Linked DNA regions of Pan troglodytes: regions 2 and 3 are each linked to region 1. Evidence: chromatin contacts called from public Hi-C and HiChIP or PLAC-seq data. All regions are on one chromosome and are shown on one strand. The core of a region is the stretch at or near the end of the contact, and the rest is flanking DNA. Distances in the headings are between cores, read along the strand shown.

Region 1 (4,670 bases), core at 1,005-3,504:
CACCTTGCAGCCTTCTGACCCAGACCAAAGTCCAAAAAGGTTGACTTACCCAAGGTCACACCTCTAGATAGTGATAGTGTGGCATCTGGACAGAATCACACTCGTCTTCCTAAACCTTAGCAAGACAACTCTCCAGTCTCGATGATTAACTGGATACAACCCTAAGCAGCTAACATCAGTCAAAAAAACTCAACGAGTGAAGGTTCCTGATTCTATTCCCTAACCCGTTTCTTCTAGTGGAAAAAGCTGTCTTCTTTTGGCAATTTTGGGGTGAGACTAATTTTGTTTACAACCCCAGCGCTGAAATGGGGTGGAATTTTACAGATGCCGTGTAGGCCCTCTGGCTTCAGGCGCTATGCTACACCCTCCGGAGGTGGGCGACCGTCTTCTAGTTATCACTCCCCTAGCCCACTAGGGGAGTGGCCCAGGAAATAAACCCACCGGGAAAGGATGTTTTGTAGTATACAGAGTGCTTTCACATATTCCAAACATTGTGTATCAGGCACTGTGCTGGGTACTGCGGTTACAAATCAGTCACTATCACCCAGGATGTTAAGTCCTGCAGCGAACTAGTGTATTGTGCTTAACTTTGTTCCAAGCCTGGGCCTTGGCACCTTACAACTGAAAAGCTAAGTTGGTTCCTTTTAATTCATTTATGTTTCAGCTCCAGTGTCTGGCCTACGGGACCACCCAATCTAAAGCAGCCCCCGTCAATCCTAGAACCTGCCTTATGTTCGTTCTTCACCAAGTGTGTTCAAGGCTTCACTTCCTGCACATAGTGGGGAGTGCTGGGAACACGGTCTCTAAGTGCTCCACAAAGGCTGAACCAGCGGTGAAAGGCCTGTAAGAAGAGCTAGGGAGCACGCAAAAGCCCCCAGCAGGGCTGTGAAGGCAGAGAAGGCACGAGGGCGTTCCAGGCACAGGGCCCAGCGTGAGCAACCGCTCCTAGAGTGAGGCTCCTGGGGTGAAAATGCCAGGGTGGTGACAGGTGGGGGCCGAACGCCGTCCCTAAGAAGCTCAGCCTGGGGACGCCCTGAGTCTTAACCCGGGCGGATACTGGCCTCCCCGGACAAGCAGCTAGCCCCGCCGCGGGGCGTCGGCCCTCTTCGGGCCTCAGTTTCCCCACGTCCCTCCCGACGCCTCACCTGGGGCGGGAGCAAGCGCGGGGACTCGGTGCCCCGGCCCCGCTGCAGGGCGGCCTGTTGGGCCGCGTCCCGCAGCCGCCGCGCCGCGTCCTGCAGCACGAAGTGGGGCGGCGGCGGCGGCGGCGGCTGCGCCTTCGTCACCTGCTCCTGGACCTGCCGCAGCTGCTCGGGGCCCAGCGGGGCCACACGTGCGACGCTGCCGCTCTGGCCCGGAGGAGCCGGGCCGCCGCCGCCGCCGCCGCCGCCACCATCCTCGCTGCCGCCCCCAGCCTCCGGCTCCGCATCCGCCATGGCGGCCGAGGCGGGGACTCGAACCGGGGTCGCTGAGCGACGGCGTCTCCAATGTACGTCACCTAGGAGAGGGGCAGGCTACGAGTGCCTCGCAGGCCAAGACACCTCGGAAGGCGACCGTGTCTGGCCGGGAAAGTCGTGGAGTGCCCCGCCCCAGCCGACAACCGCCGCGGCTCCTAGGGCTGATCAGCAGAGCGGACCCCCCTTATTTTCCTTATTGCCTGTCACGGATGTGTTTAAGACTCACCTTCTCCGGGAGCTGTCCCGGATCTCCCAGGGGGAGGTCTTCGGTGTTCCAGAGCCCCTGGCCCAAAAGTTACCACACTATCCAAGTGTTCTGACGTCATCATGCATCCGAATCAGCGGAGGATGCTGTCTGGAGATGCAGAGTACTGTGCCCACCCCTAAACATTTGGATTTATACATCTGAGAGGGGACCACAGTTTGAATTGTTAACGAGAGTGTTTCCCAAATTTTTGCCTTGTCACCCTAGCTTCTCTCTACCCACCCACCCAGATTGGGTGCAGCTTGAAGGGAGAGATGATATATTACACAATCGGTGCTCAGCACAGGCCCTGCCCAGAACACAACGCACGCTCAGGGCATGAATGATGGATGGACGAATATGAATAAACGAATGAGTGAACGAATGAATGAACCCACCCTCTCTCTATCCATCCAGCTCCACTGCCCCATCTTCCTCAGCCTGATCGCCTCTCCTTCTTACGGTTGAGGCTCTGTGCGCCCTCCGAATCTTGTAGCTGCAGGTGTGTACACATGTCCCAGCTCCTTTCCCCAGGGAGAGCAGGAGGTCCACTGGTCCACAAACCCTTATTAAGCACCTGGTGGGTGAACCGCTGTTTCCGCCCTGGGGGGTATACAGTCTAGGTGCCGACCCCCAAGGAGGAAACTTCCCAAGGGGGAAGGAGGAAACTGGCATTTGCAGCACAGTGTGATGAGCGCTGAAGCCGGTAAAGTAAGGCTGGCGGCCTGGGTGGCGTCAGAGAAGGTTCTGGAAGATCACCATCATCCTCATCAATACTCACATTGCATTCACGATGATCCCTTCCGTGTTATTTTTTAATGGTGAATTTTATATTATGGGTATCTTACCACAATTTTTTTTTTTTTTTTTTTTTGAGACAAGATCTCACTCTGTCACCCAGGCTGGAGTGCAGTGGCACGATCTCGGCTCACTGCAACCTCCATCGCCTGGGTTCATACGGTTCTCCTGCCTCAGCCTCTTGAGTAGCTGGGATTACAGGCGTCCGCCACCATGCCTGGCTAATTTTTGTATTTTTAGTAGAGACGGGGTTTCATCATGTTGGTCAGGCTGGTCTTGAAACCCTGACCTTAGGTGATCCACCCGCCTCGGCCTTCCCAAGTGCTGAGATTACAGGTGTGAGCCACCACACCCGACCAGATTTCAGGAATTCACATGCCTTCTGTTCAAAATAATTTTCATGCCACCGTGGCATATTCTAAACCCCTTCAAGCTCAGGAAACTTGAGGGCAGCAACCTCCACCGATTCCTCCATGCTGTGTCCCTGCATCTAACAACGTGCCTGGCACGACTATTAAACGATGTGACATCCATCCTGTGTACAGGTGTCTATTTTAAGTGTCAGCTGCCCCAGGCTCTCCTAACTTTGCTTATAATAGCAGCAGCGCCATCGGCTGGCATTTATTGAGAACTTTTACTACACCCTGGGCACATACCAAGGTCTGCAGATGTTGAGCTGCTTCTTATTTAGGTCAGAACTAGTAGCTGTTTCCACTGTAGAATTTTCAAAAACAGGTGGAGCCCTTGCCGGATCCTGACATAAAATGGCATCAACCTTATACAACCGGCTTTTGTTCAGCTGAGCACACCTGACCACCCTAGAAACGAACCGAGTGAGAAATTCATCCACTTGCTCTGGCTTCAAAATGTAGAACCAAGAGGAAGAAATGTGAAGCCTAAGATGTCTCCGAAAAGAAAAGAGGGGGGATAAAAAGCAAGAGAAGGTTTCCAGAGGCTTCCACAACCTGAACGCCTCACTAAAAACATGGCAGTCATCTAGTGGTTGTCACTGTCTCCAGCGGGTTGGGGTTTGTGTCTCACCGTTTTGCTCCCAGCCTAGAACGGTGCTGGGCATGCAGTAGCTCTCCTTATGCATCTGTGGAATGCATTCATTCCAGACCTGGATTTTCACCTCCAAGACTTCCCCGCAAGGGGGCCCAGGGAACACTAGGCGGTGATATCTGCGAGCACCTGTCTTCACTGGGCGGTTCCTCCAGGCCAGACGCAGCCTCAGGAAACGTGGGGGGTGGGGGCGGGGGATGTGCATCTGTTTGGATGTCCAGAGTGTCCTTTAAAACGACAAAAGTAAAAGGCCTAACCAATGGCATTCTAAAACAGACCCTTCAGGTGGCGGCGCGGGGACTCGGGGTGAGGAGCCACCGCCCCAGCGCGCTCTGAGTTCCTCCCGCTCTCCCCAGCAGGTAGCCTTGGACAACCTCTGGGCCCAGTCCAAAAGATTCCGCAATTCTCTCCTGCCTGCACGCCGGTTACAGTATCAGAAAGGAACATTGGGGGGACCGAAAAAAAAAAAAAGCTAGACTGGCCCGTACGGGGATCGAACCCGCGACCTTGGCGTTATTAGCACCACGCTCTAACCAACTGAGCTAACCGGCCGCTTGATGCTGGGCCCCCACGGGAGCGCCTAAGAGGGCTCCAAGCCCGCGCCCGCCCCCTAGCGACTCCCTGCCGAGCCCGCGCCACTGGCTGCATTCCGCTTCGCCACAGCCGCGACTTTCGACCTCTTCACAGTCATCCCCATTGGCCCGATGCAGAAACTAAGACCTAGGGGACTTCAAGGAGAAGGGAGGCGGCTCCCTACAGCGAAGGCGGCTTTTTTTCACAGGAAAAATGCAAATTGCACATGGGAGGCTTAGCTCCGCAGTGAGAAGGTTTTCAAACATGCCAACTCAGTGTTGTTTTTATCTCCGAAAATCCTGCAGCGTGGAAACTTCGTGTAACAGAGGCCTTTAGCATGGTTAAATCAAGCTTGGAAAATACAGAAAACCGGACAAAAGAACCACCGAATTCCCTATCGCCCAATAAACAAGGGCCGCTGGGGTCTTGGCTTCCTTCCTGCTGGTTTTTTTCCTACAGTACACGTGTATTTATATATATATACACACACACACACACGGAATCCAAAGCCTTGTATGAAGCAGTCTTTTTTTTGA
Region 2 (4,670 bases), core at 1,085-3,584, 350 kb after region 1:
GCGAATTACTGGTGATCACTCTAGAAGCAAAGTATAAAACTTAAATTTTTTTTCATAAAAAGAGTGACACAAGGTAAAAAAAATAAAATCACTGATTCTAATACATAAACTATGCAATAAAAATATCAAGGATTAGCAATGGTCAAGCTACTCAAAATACAATTAACTTTAAAAATGCAGATTAAAATGTATTTTAATAAAATGATGAATATGCATTGAAAAATGACCACAAAGACATAAACCAAAAATGCTGACAGTGATTATATCTGGGTCAAACAATTCCCGGTGATTTTTACTTTAGCTGTATAGTACATTTTCTACAATGACTATATGTTTTTTGGGAAAAAAAAAGAGTAGATAAGTTTTTTTTTTTTTAACTTTTGTGGCTTCCACTTAGGAATACATAATCCCAAACATCACAGTAAACAACCCTCAAAAACATTAATACTCTAAATATGCTCAAATGGTTTATTTGCCTTGAACATTCCAAGTGGATATAAGAAAAAAATATTCTTTTACACCCTGCTAATCTCTGGCAGGAAACCAAGGCTACAGGGAAGCATCTTCTGAGTAAGAATAGCCTTTGAAAGAAACAAACTATCAGAAACACAGTGTGTGTTAAGGATGGGGCAGACAGTACAGGGTCTCTCACTGAGAGAACCATACAGTTTTTTGAAATTTTAAGAAGCTTGTTGGCAAATATTTTTAGACAATCTCCAATCCCTAGAGGCTAACCTTGGACGTCATCCTTAGGTTCTTAGATGGACATGCCACGCCCAAAGTGGTTGTAATGGGCTACAAAGTGGTTGTAATGAATCCATGAGAAAGCCTGCCTGCAGGCAAGCCCCAGACTTAGATGAATGTAACCTTGCTGGTGGGCGATCATTATTTGAGGAGACAGCTGGAACACGCTAACTCTAGCCTCTTCCCCCTACTAGGTGCCTAACCTGAATCTTTTTTTTTTTTTAATCTGTAAAATTAGACTCAAATATTACAGGGTTATCATTAACATCATCGAAGCATTAAACAAATACGAGGTATGATCAGCGAAAACAAGCAGTGGACGGGGAGCTGAGACACTGAGTCTAGTCTCAGGACTAGGATTAGCTGGTGACCTTGGGTGAAATCACTTAACCTGAGCCTCAGTTTCCTCAGGTGTAAAATCAGGATACACCCGTTCAGCAAGGATGCTGTGAGAGCATCCACCTACAACAGTGATGCTCGCAGGCCCGGGGTTGGCACAGTCGCTCTGTGGGCCTCGGCCTCTGGGTCCCCACAAGGCAGGGCTGGGACACCCGCCCGACCTCCTCCCGAACCAGAACCCCGGCTGCCCCCAGCTCCGCGGGTCTGTCCCCGACACATCCCTCCCGAAGGCCACTTGGCTTGGACGCAAATCGAAACCGAAAAGCTCATGTGACACTGGAGGCAGGGATGCGGCCTCGCCCGCGCTCAGCCCAGGGAGACGCTGTCTCCACCCAACTCGGCCATCTTGAGAGGCCCGAGCAGACAAAGCGACCCCATTGTTTTGGGTGACGGCAGACGGGGACCCCTTTCCCCTCCCCGCGACCAAGAGCCGGGCGCCCTGGGGGCTCCGGGCCGGGCAGTGGGTGTGGCGAGGGCGAGCCCCGGGCGCCGCGCCGGCCTCTGCGGGGCGTCTGCGGCCCTGGGGACCCAGCCGGCGGGACGTCTGCGGCCGCCGGGCTCTGCCCATCCCGGGGTCATCTGAAGCTGCCGGGCTCCTCCCATCCCGGGGACATCTGCGGCCCCGGAGGACCTGGCAGGCCCTGCATTCCGCGAGGCCTGGCTCTGGCGACCCTGCCCTCCGCGGCCCCGCACCTTTGAGCGTGGAGCGCTCCACCAGCACCGTGTGGACCTGCGGGTCCGAAAGGAACTTGCGCATCTGCTCCAGGGCGCTCTTCTCCTCCAGCGCCGCCTCCAGCGCGGCCGGCGCCTCGCCGCCGTCCTCCAGCAGCAGCGGCACCAGCTTGCGCAGGTGCTTCTGCAGCACCGACACGTCCGCCACATTCTGCACGGCCGACACTTCCAGGCCGGCCGAGCCGTCCTCGCCGCCGCCGCCCCCGGGCTCCGACATGGTGCCGCGCTCTGGACCTTCCAGGAGCGATGAGAAGGCGGCCGCGACTCAGCGAGACAGCCAGCAAGAGACAGAAACGGCCGCCGGAAGCCGGACCGTCCGCTAGCCCACCGCAGACTGAGGAGACCGGGAGCCGGCCCCGCCCTAAAGGCAGCCACTGCCAGCTGGCCCCGCCCCGCCCCGCCGGCCGCAGCCGCCGCAGCCACCCGCGCTCGCTCGCGGCCTTAGCGTCACGGCGTCGCGCGTGCGCGGGGGGCGGGCCCGGCGATGTCGCCGCGCGCCCTTCTGGGACTTGTAGTCTCGGCGCTGGTCGGGGCCCGCAGCCTCCGCACTGCGAGTCCTAGGACATGGGGACTTGGCTCAACGTCCTGGCTCGGCGCGCTCGGCGAGGTTGGTCAGGGGCCGCGTCTGTCTTCTTCACTGCTGTGGACGCAGCGAATAGCACACAGCCAGAGAAACTTTATAGTGAATGAGTGATGTTATTGGCGAGAGCTAACGTTTAGTGAGCGCTTAGCCTGTGCCCGGCGTTGTTCTAAGCCCTTAACCTCTCATTAAATGTTCTCTCATTGAATGAATGAATGACTACATATCAGGTACCAAAATATAGGCACGACAGATGTGTTATTAGATATAGACGGGGAGATTGAGGATACTTTTCAGAGGGGGAGGAGATGAGGGGCGTGCTCAGAGAGTCCCATTGCCAGGCTGGAAACGGACAGCTGGGGAGGGGGCCTTCGGGGCAGTGTAAGGTTAAGCCAGGAATGACACCTTCACTGTACGTAAAGCCAAGCTGTGATGGGATCTGGTTCCTAATGACAAAAATCATTGTCCCCGAGGACGCTGTGAGGACCAAGAGGGAGACCTACTGAGAACAGCTACCTCCAGCAATGACTCTCCTCCAGCCCCCTAGAGCTGGCACTGTCATTCTGTGGGCCTCAGTATCTGGGTCCGTACAAGGCAGGGGCTGGGTTGCCTGCCCACCAAGTTTCCCCCTAGTTCGGACCCACCACGACCTCCTCCCCTACACCATGACTACATAAGAGCCAGAATCCAGGCTGCCCAGCTGGGTGCGGTGGCTCACGCCTGTAATCCTAGCATTTTGAGAGGCTGAGATGGGAGGATTGCTTGAGGCCAGAAGTTCCAAGACCAGCCTGGTCAACCTAGCGAGACCCTATCTCTATGTGTATTTAAAAATTAAAAATTTTGTAAAATAATAAAAATAATAGAATCCAGGCTGCCCATCTTTGTAGTTTAGAGATGGTAGGTTCTTCTAAGGGGTAGTAATTGGCCTTTGAAAGTTCACATTCATAACTTCTTTCTTAAGTTGGGTGGAGAGAGGGAAGCCAATGGCGTTTTTTTTTGTTTGTTTTTTTTTTGTTTTTTTTAAACATCAAAGTGCACTGTCAGAGTGCCGAGTCCTGATTGGTGGAATGATGATGGTATGATTTGATTCTCCCAAATCATCTTTGAAAAACTGTGAAACATACAATAAGCTTATTCCTTGCCTAATTACCGGTTGCTGGGTCCCAGGGGGTTGCTGGAACACGGAGACTAATGATTCTTGTCTTTAAGGAGCATGTGGAAGAGGGGACAGATGAATAACCCATCTTCCTGCTCTCCATCAGTCCGCCCTGGTGTGATGTGCCTAAGCAGTTCTGAATAATCTTCCTGGAAAAAATAAATAGGCAACTGCGATGAGTTTGTGCAAGGATCCTAATGGTAATGAATAATAATAACACACCACTGACAGCGAACGCTGAGTGCTCACTGCGTGCTAGGCACTATGCAGAGGGTTTCCCCTCACATGTACTTTAGGGGTAGAAAGAGGGACAAAGAGGAAACTCTATTAGGTGCAGATCAGTGAACTCTGAATAGGCCATCCACCATCTGAGACTCAGAAACCTGCAGGGACCTGGCCAATGGGCAGGCTGCATGCTGGCTGCACCATGAGTCAGCACCAGACTGGGAGACGCAGCCACTCAGGGATCCAAGGGACTCAAACATCGGCAACCTGGCCCCAGGCCAAGAGAACAAACTGCAGGCTCCGGATTTGCGGCCCTGTAGGATAGGCTCAAAATGAAACATGTTTGTTATTTCTAAGTGGATGGGAACTGAAGGAACCTGAACAATCAGTGTACAAGGATTCATAAATGGACCAAACATGCTTGCTTTTTGTTCTTGGAAGATGTTTGTTGTATTTAATATATAATGAGAAGAGCAGTCAACGCTGACTGGGTGCTGAGCACTTTAAGTGCATTACCTGGGTGGCTGGCTGGGCTGTGCCAGGGCTGAAGGGTGTGGGGAGCTTCTTTCAAGGTGCCCCTTCTGCCTCCTGGCACAGGACTCTGGCTTCAGCACACCCCAAGCTGACCCTGGTGGGGGTAGGGCCCCTCACCCAAACCTGGCCTCTCCCGTCTCTTGTTCCGCTGCCTCAGCTTTCTCCTGTCTGTGGTAGAGTCTGCTTGGACAGACTCGGGGCAGGGCAAGCTGGAGAGATAATTCGTTCTAGGTTGATGTGGGATGATAGTGGCTGGTAGGGCACTTGTATCCTATTGGAAATCCGTGATGAGATCCCGTT
Region 3 (4,670 bases), core at 584-3,083, 270 kb after region 1:
TCCAGTGTAAAGGTCAAACAGAAGTAACTCTCGGCCTCCAGGGAGAGCCCCAGAGCTTCCGAACTGTCCAGCTTTGGCAGAGCGTGACTTGGAACCGAGCTTGTGTGAAGCTGAGGCTGCTCAGAAACCCGCTGAGGCCCCTGCCTGAGTCGCAGCTCTTGGGGCTCTCTAGGGAGGAAGGGCTGCAGCTGCTTGCTGTGGAGCTGTCTGCCTATCTCACAATCTTCTGGAGTGTTTTCAGTCCATTTCAAAAGGGCCAACTCATCTTGCCCAATGCCTGGGCTCAGCTGGACACCTGCCCTGAGGTGACACCGGTGTGAGTACGTTCCGTCCGGCACAATGGAACCAATGGTCCACGGAACAATGGTCCGTGACCATACCCAGCACCTGGGACCTTGAGACCTGGCCGGCCCGCCACCCTCCCAGCTACCTTGATATTCTCCACGGTGCGCTTGAGGTGGCTCAGCGTCTGCGGGATGAGGTGCAGCCAGTTGGACGCGGTGGTGTGCAGTGTCCGCATCCAGGCAGGGCGCCCGTCGGACGTGGAGTCTGTCCTCGTCTTCTTCTCGGCCTCTGCGTACGCCAGGTCATCCTCATCCTCCAGCATCTGCATCTTCAGCATCTTACTGATCATGTCCACACCTGGGCCACAGTCCCACAGTCGCAGCAGGAGGGAGGGAGGGGACGGGCAAGAAATCACAGAGGGAAAAGGGACTTGAACGTAAAGGCCACATGGTGAGTGAGTCCACACTGGGAACTGCAGCAAAATCTGGAAGGTGCTCAGCCGTGTGTACATATATATATACACATATATATTTTTGAGATGGAGTCTCGCTGTCACCCAGACTGGAGTGCAGTGGCATGACCTTGGCTCACTGCAACCTCTGCCTCCTGGGTTCAAGCGATTCTCCTGACTCAGGCTCCCAAGTAGCTGGGATTACAGGCATGTGGCACCGTGCCTGGCTAATTTTTTCTTGTATTTTTAGTAGAGACAGGGTTTCACCATGCTGGCCAGGCTGGTCTTGAACTCCTGACCTCAGGTGATCTGCTCGCCTCGGCCTCCCAAAGTGCTGGGATCACAGGCATGAGCCACCACGCCTGGCCAGTCATATAAGTTTTTAAAGCACAGACAATGTCCTGACCAGAAAGCTAAGGAGACAAACACAGAATAAGAATTGTTACCAGGTCAAGAACATGACTATTAAAACTGACCCAGCAAGACAGCCACAGTGGCTCACGCCCACAGTCCCAGCACCAGCAAGACAGCCACAGTGGCTCACGCCCACAGTCCCAGCACCAGCAAGACAGCCACAGTGGCTCACGCCCACAGTCCCAGCACTGTGGGAGGCTGAAGCGGGAGCATCTCTAGAGCTCAGGGGTTCAAGACTAGCCTGGGCAACATAGTGAGACCCTCATCTCTACAAGAAATTAGAAAGGCAGGTGTGGTGGTGGCACCTGTGGTCCCAGCTACTTGGAAGGCTGAGATGGGGGGATCGCTTGAGCCCAGAAAGCTGAGGCTGCAGTGAGCTCTGATTGCACCACTGCACTCCAGTCTGAGTGACAGAGCAAGACTCAGTCTCAAAGCAAAAAAAAAAAAACAGAACCAGCAGCCCGAGTCCAAAGACTCAAGGAAGGCTCTTCAGGACCCTGGGTTTGGGTTCACTGTGAGACCTGGGCCAAGCCCCGGCCCGCTTTCAGCCCGACCATGAGTGCGTGCGTGCTCGAGAGACGCTCCAGGAGGGGGTGCCACCTGCCCTCTTAACTCAGAAAACTGGTCACCACAGTGTCCTTTGGCCTGTGACTGCCACCATGTGGCTGGGATTACCCCGAGCCTTGTGGTGCCTGCGGTGTGCTCTGGCCCCGCCCAGCTCGCCTGGCTTTGGCTCTCCCCCCAGACCCACCCAGCTCGCCTGGCTCTCCCTCCAGACCCGCCCAGCTCGCCTGGCTTTCCCTCCTGATTCTGTCCTGTTAACCAGCTGTGAGTTTCAGCAATGCCCTTGTCGTCTTAGCTTTTCGTGACTTTTTCCCATAAGAAAAAGTTGAGATTTGATCAGCTGCTGTCAACCCCACGTGTAGTGCTTGCAGGCTTTGTGAAGGCCAGTTGCTGGGCCCGTCCCCTGTCCTGATAGAATGCGCCTGGGCAGGGCCTGGGAACCCGCATTTCTTTTTTTTTTTGAGACAAAGTCTTGCTCTGTTGCCCAGGCTGGAGTGCAGTGGTGCCATCTCGGCTCACTGCAAGCTCCGCCTCCTGGGTTCACGCCATTCTCCTGCCTCAGCCTCCCGAGTAGCTGGGACTACAGGTGCCTGCCACCACACCCGGCTAATTTTTTTTGTATTTTTAGTAGAGACGGGGTTTCACTGTGTTAGCCAGGATGGTCTCCATCTCCTGACCTTGTGATCCGCCCACCTCGGCCTCCCAAAGTGCTGGGATTACAGGCTTGAGCCACCGTGCCCGGCTGGGAACCTGCATTTCTAAGAAGTTCTGGGGAGGCTGCTGCTGCTGCTGGTTTGGGAGCCACACTGTGAGAGCCACTGGGTTGGAGAATTTCTTAGCTCCCTTCTGGCTCACAGCACTTGAAGTCTTAAAAAACATCTTGTAAGTAAGTGAAAAGGAAAAAAAGACTGCTAAAAAATTCTAGGGAAGATGAATGGTTTTAAAAAATCACTTAATATCAGGTACTTTTCAACTCTTGAAGAAAAAAGAAACTGATTTTCTTTTTCTTTTTTGAGACAGAATCTTGCTCTGTTGCCCAAGCTGGAGTGCAATGGCGTGTTCTCAGTTCACTGAAACCTCTGCCTCCTGGGTTCAAGAGATTCTCCTGCCTCAGCCTCCAGAGTAGCTGGGATTACAGGTACCCACCACCACACCCAGCTAATTTTTGTATTTTTTGTAGAGATGGGATTTCACCATGTTGGCCTGGCTGGTCTCGAACTCCTGACCTCAGGTGATCCATCCATCTCAGCCTCTCGAAGTGCTGGGATTATAGTGGGATTATAGGCGTGAGCCACTGCGCCCGGCTTTTTTTTTTTTTTTTTGAGACAGAGTCTCACTCTGTTGCCCAGGCTAGAGTAGAGTGACGTGATCTCGGCTCACTGCAACCTCCATCTCCCGGGTTCAAATGATTCTCCTGCCTCAGCCTCCTGAGTAGCTGGGATTACAGGTGCCTGCCACCATGCCCACCTAATTTTTGTATTTTTAGTAGAGATGGGGTTTTGCCATGTTGACCAGGCTGGTCTGGAAATCCTAACCTCGAGTGATCTGCCCGCCTTGGCCTCCCAAAGTGCTGGGATTATAGGTGTGAGCCAGTGTGCCCAGCCAGTAACTGCTTTTCAATATGAGATGAACATCTAAATGTTATTTCAAGGCTCATTTACATAAATATCAAGCCTTTTCTCTAGAACTGAGTTGATGCTGCAGAGAAGATCCCTGTTAGAGCCAGTTCTTTCCTCTGCCTCCCCTCGGAGTGGAGCTAGGAGCAGCTGGAGACTGGCAGGAAGGCCGAGGCTGACAGAGCCACACCCAGCATAACCAGGGAGGGCCGTGGGACAGCAGCGCACACTCACCCTGCGTGTGGGGACCCTCGCCACCCACCCTGCGTGAGGGGAGGACCCTCGCCACCCACCCTGCGTGTGAGTAGGACCCTCGCCACCCACCCTGCGTGTGGGGAGGATCCTTGTTGCCTACCCTGTGTGGTAAGGAGGACTCTCTCGGCGTTGTTGGGCAGGCCCAGCCAGGAGGGCGTCTGGGTGTCAGGGAGCAACTCCACCCACTGCACAAACTCCTCTCGCCTAGAAAACCAGTGCATTTGGAAATGATGTCAGGGGTCACCTCTGAGTGACACCAGACACCCTGACATCACAACTGTCTCCATTCTGGCAGGCAGCAGCATACCTGATGCCATCTGGCATTTGAATGTCTTTATGTCCGTCAACCTTGCATGCCAGCTTAAACTCACTGTCGAAACTCCTGGTTGTGAACAGGCGCTCCAGGAAGGTGTTGAGCAGACGCTGGTCAAACTCGTTGTCCACGCGCCCGCCATAAATGGACTGGGCCATTAAGGTCTTTAGTGCAGACCACGGGATCTTATCCGGTGAGATGTTCTGCCTGCCCTGGGGGAGGAAAAGCAGGGTTCGTGTGTGTGGTCGGAGGCGGGCAGGCCCGGGGCTTCCTTTCGAGGGGCACAGCTTTCCTCCTCACTCCCCATGGCCAGCTAGGCTTTGGCGGTCACGAGGGGTCAGCTCGCTCTTCCACGCAGAGTCTGGCCTCTCAGCACCACGCCCTGCAGCATCCTTCCCAGATACACGTCCACTGTCTGTCCTGGCATGGCCCACACTTGCCTTGGCCGTGTCATCCAGCCACGTGTCCACTGTATCGCAGGCTGACCGCAGGTCAGACTCTCCAAATTCATACTTCTTTGACCACCCCAGTGGTGCGTATCGTAAGCGTTCTTGGATGATCGCATGGAACCAGGCCAGCAGGAAGTACAAGCGGGCACGCTCGTTGGGAGACTGGTGAGGAAAGTGACCAAGCACAGAGTCATTAGAAAACAGCACTTCGCCAAAAACAGTGCAGATGCCAGGTCAGTCAAAGCTTTACAAAGAGCTCTCCACATCCTGACGATGGCGGCAGATTCACATGAGTACTGCTGCTAGGAGAAAAGTATGCCAAC

The links. Hi-C and Micro-C count contacts between places; a contact is called where the count stands out from the background. HiChIP or PLAC-seq counts read pairs in DNA pulled down with a chosen protein or histone mark.
Region 2: an H3K4me3 HiChIP or PLAC-seq map of stem cell-derived excitatory neurons shows a contact between it and region 1, with 8 times the contacts expected there. The contact joins the promoter of DYNC1H1 here to the promoter of ZNF839 in region 1. A contact is called at or near these places in 2 of 7 Hi-C or Micro-C datasets (induced pluripotent stem cells and stem cell-derived neural progenitor cells) and 1 of 1 datasets of contacts at active chromatin or transcription factors (stem cell-derived excitatory neurons).
Region 3: a contact with region 1 is called in a Hi-C map of stem cell-derived neural progenitor cells, with 4 times the contacts expected there. The contact joins the enhancer-like site here to the promoter of ZNF839 in region 1. A contact is called at or near these places in 2 of 7 Hi-C or Micro-C datasets (induced pluripotent stem cells and stem cell-derived neural progenitor cells), 1 of 1 datasets of contacts at active chromatin or transcription factors (stem cell-derived excitatory neurons) and 1 of 1 other capture datasets (stem cell-derived neural stem cells).

The regions. Positions count from the first base shown.
Region 1 is chr15:100,330,618-100,335,287 of NHGRI_mPanTro3-v2.0_pri, reverse strand. It overlaps ZNF839 (zinc finger protein 839), which reads right to left and starts at 2,254. Exons shown (of 8, transcript XM_063793896.1): 1 at 1,684-2,254. It overlaps TRNAI-AAU (transfer RNA isoleucine (anticodon AAU)), which reads right to left and starts at 4,113; the gene lies at 4,040-4,113.
Region 2 is chr15:99,976,547-99,981,216 of NHGRI_mPanTro3-v2.0_pri, reverse strand. It overlaps DYNC1H1 (dynein cytoplasmic 1 heavy chain 1), which reads right to left and starts at 2,334. Exons shown (of 78, transcript XM_016926971.4): 1 at 1,837-2,334. The coding sequence starts at 2,092.
Region 3 is chr15:100,057,449-100,062,118 of NHGRI_mPanTro3-v2.0_pri, reverse strand. It overlaps DYNC1H1 (dynein cytoplasmic 1 heavy chain 1), which reads right to left. Exons shown (of 78, transcript XM_016926971.4): 70 at 4,339-4,509; 71 at 3,893-4,110; 72 at 3,686-3,789; 73 at 431-642. Among named protein-coding and RNA genes, the nearest start is that of HSP90AA1, 41 kb to the left of the region's middle. Within about 2 kb of position 1,833, at least 6 of the 24 cell types and tissues checked have an H3K27ac peak or open chromatin away from gene starts, as enhancers often do. A contact at or near this core is called in induced pluripotent stem cells, stem cell-derived neural progenitor cells and stem cell-derived neural stem cells, where this site is marked.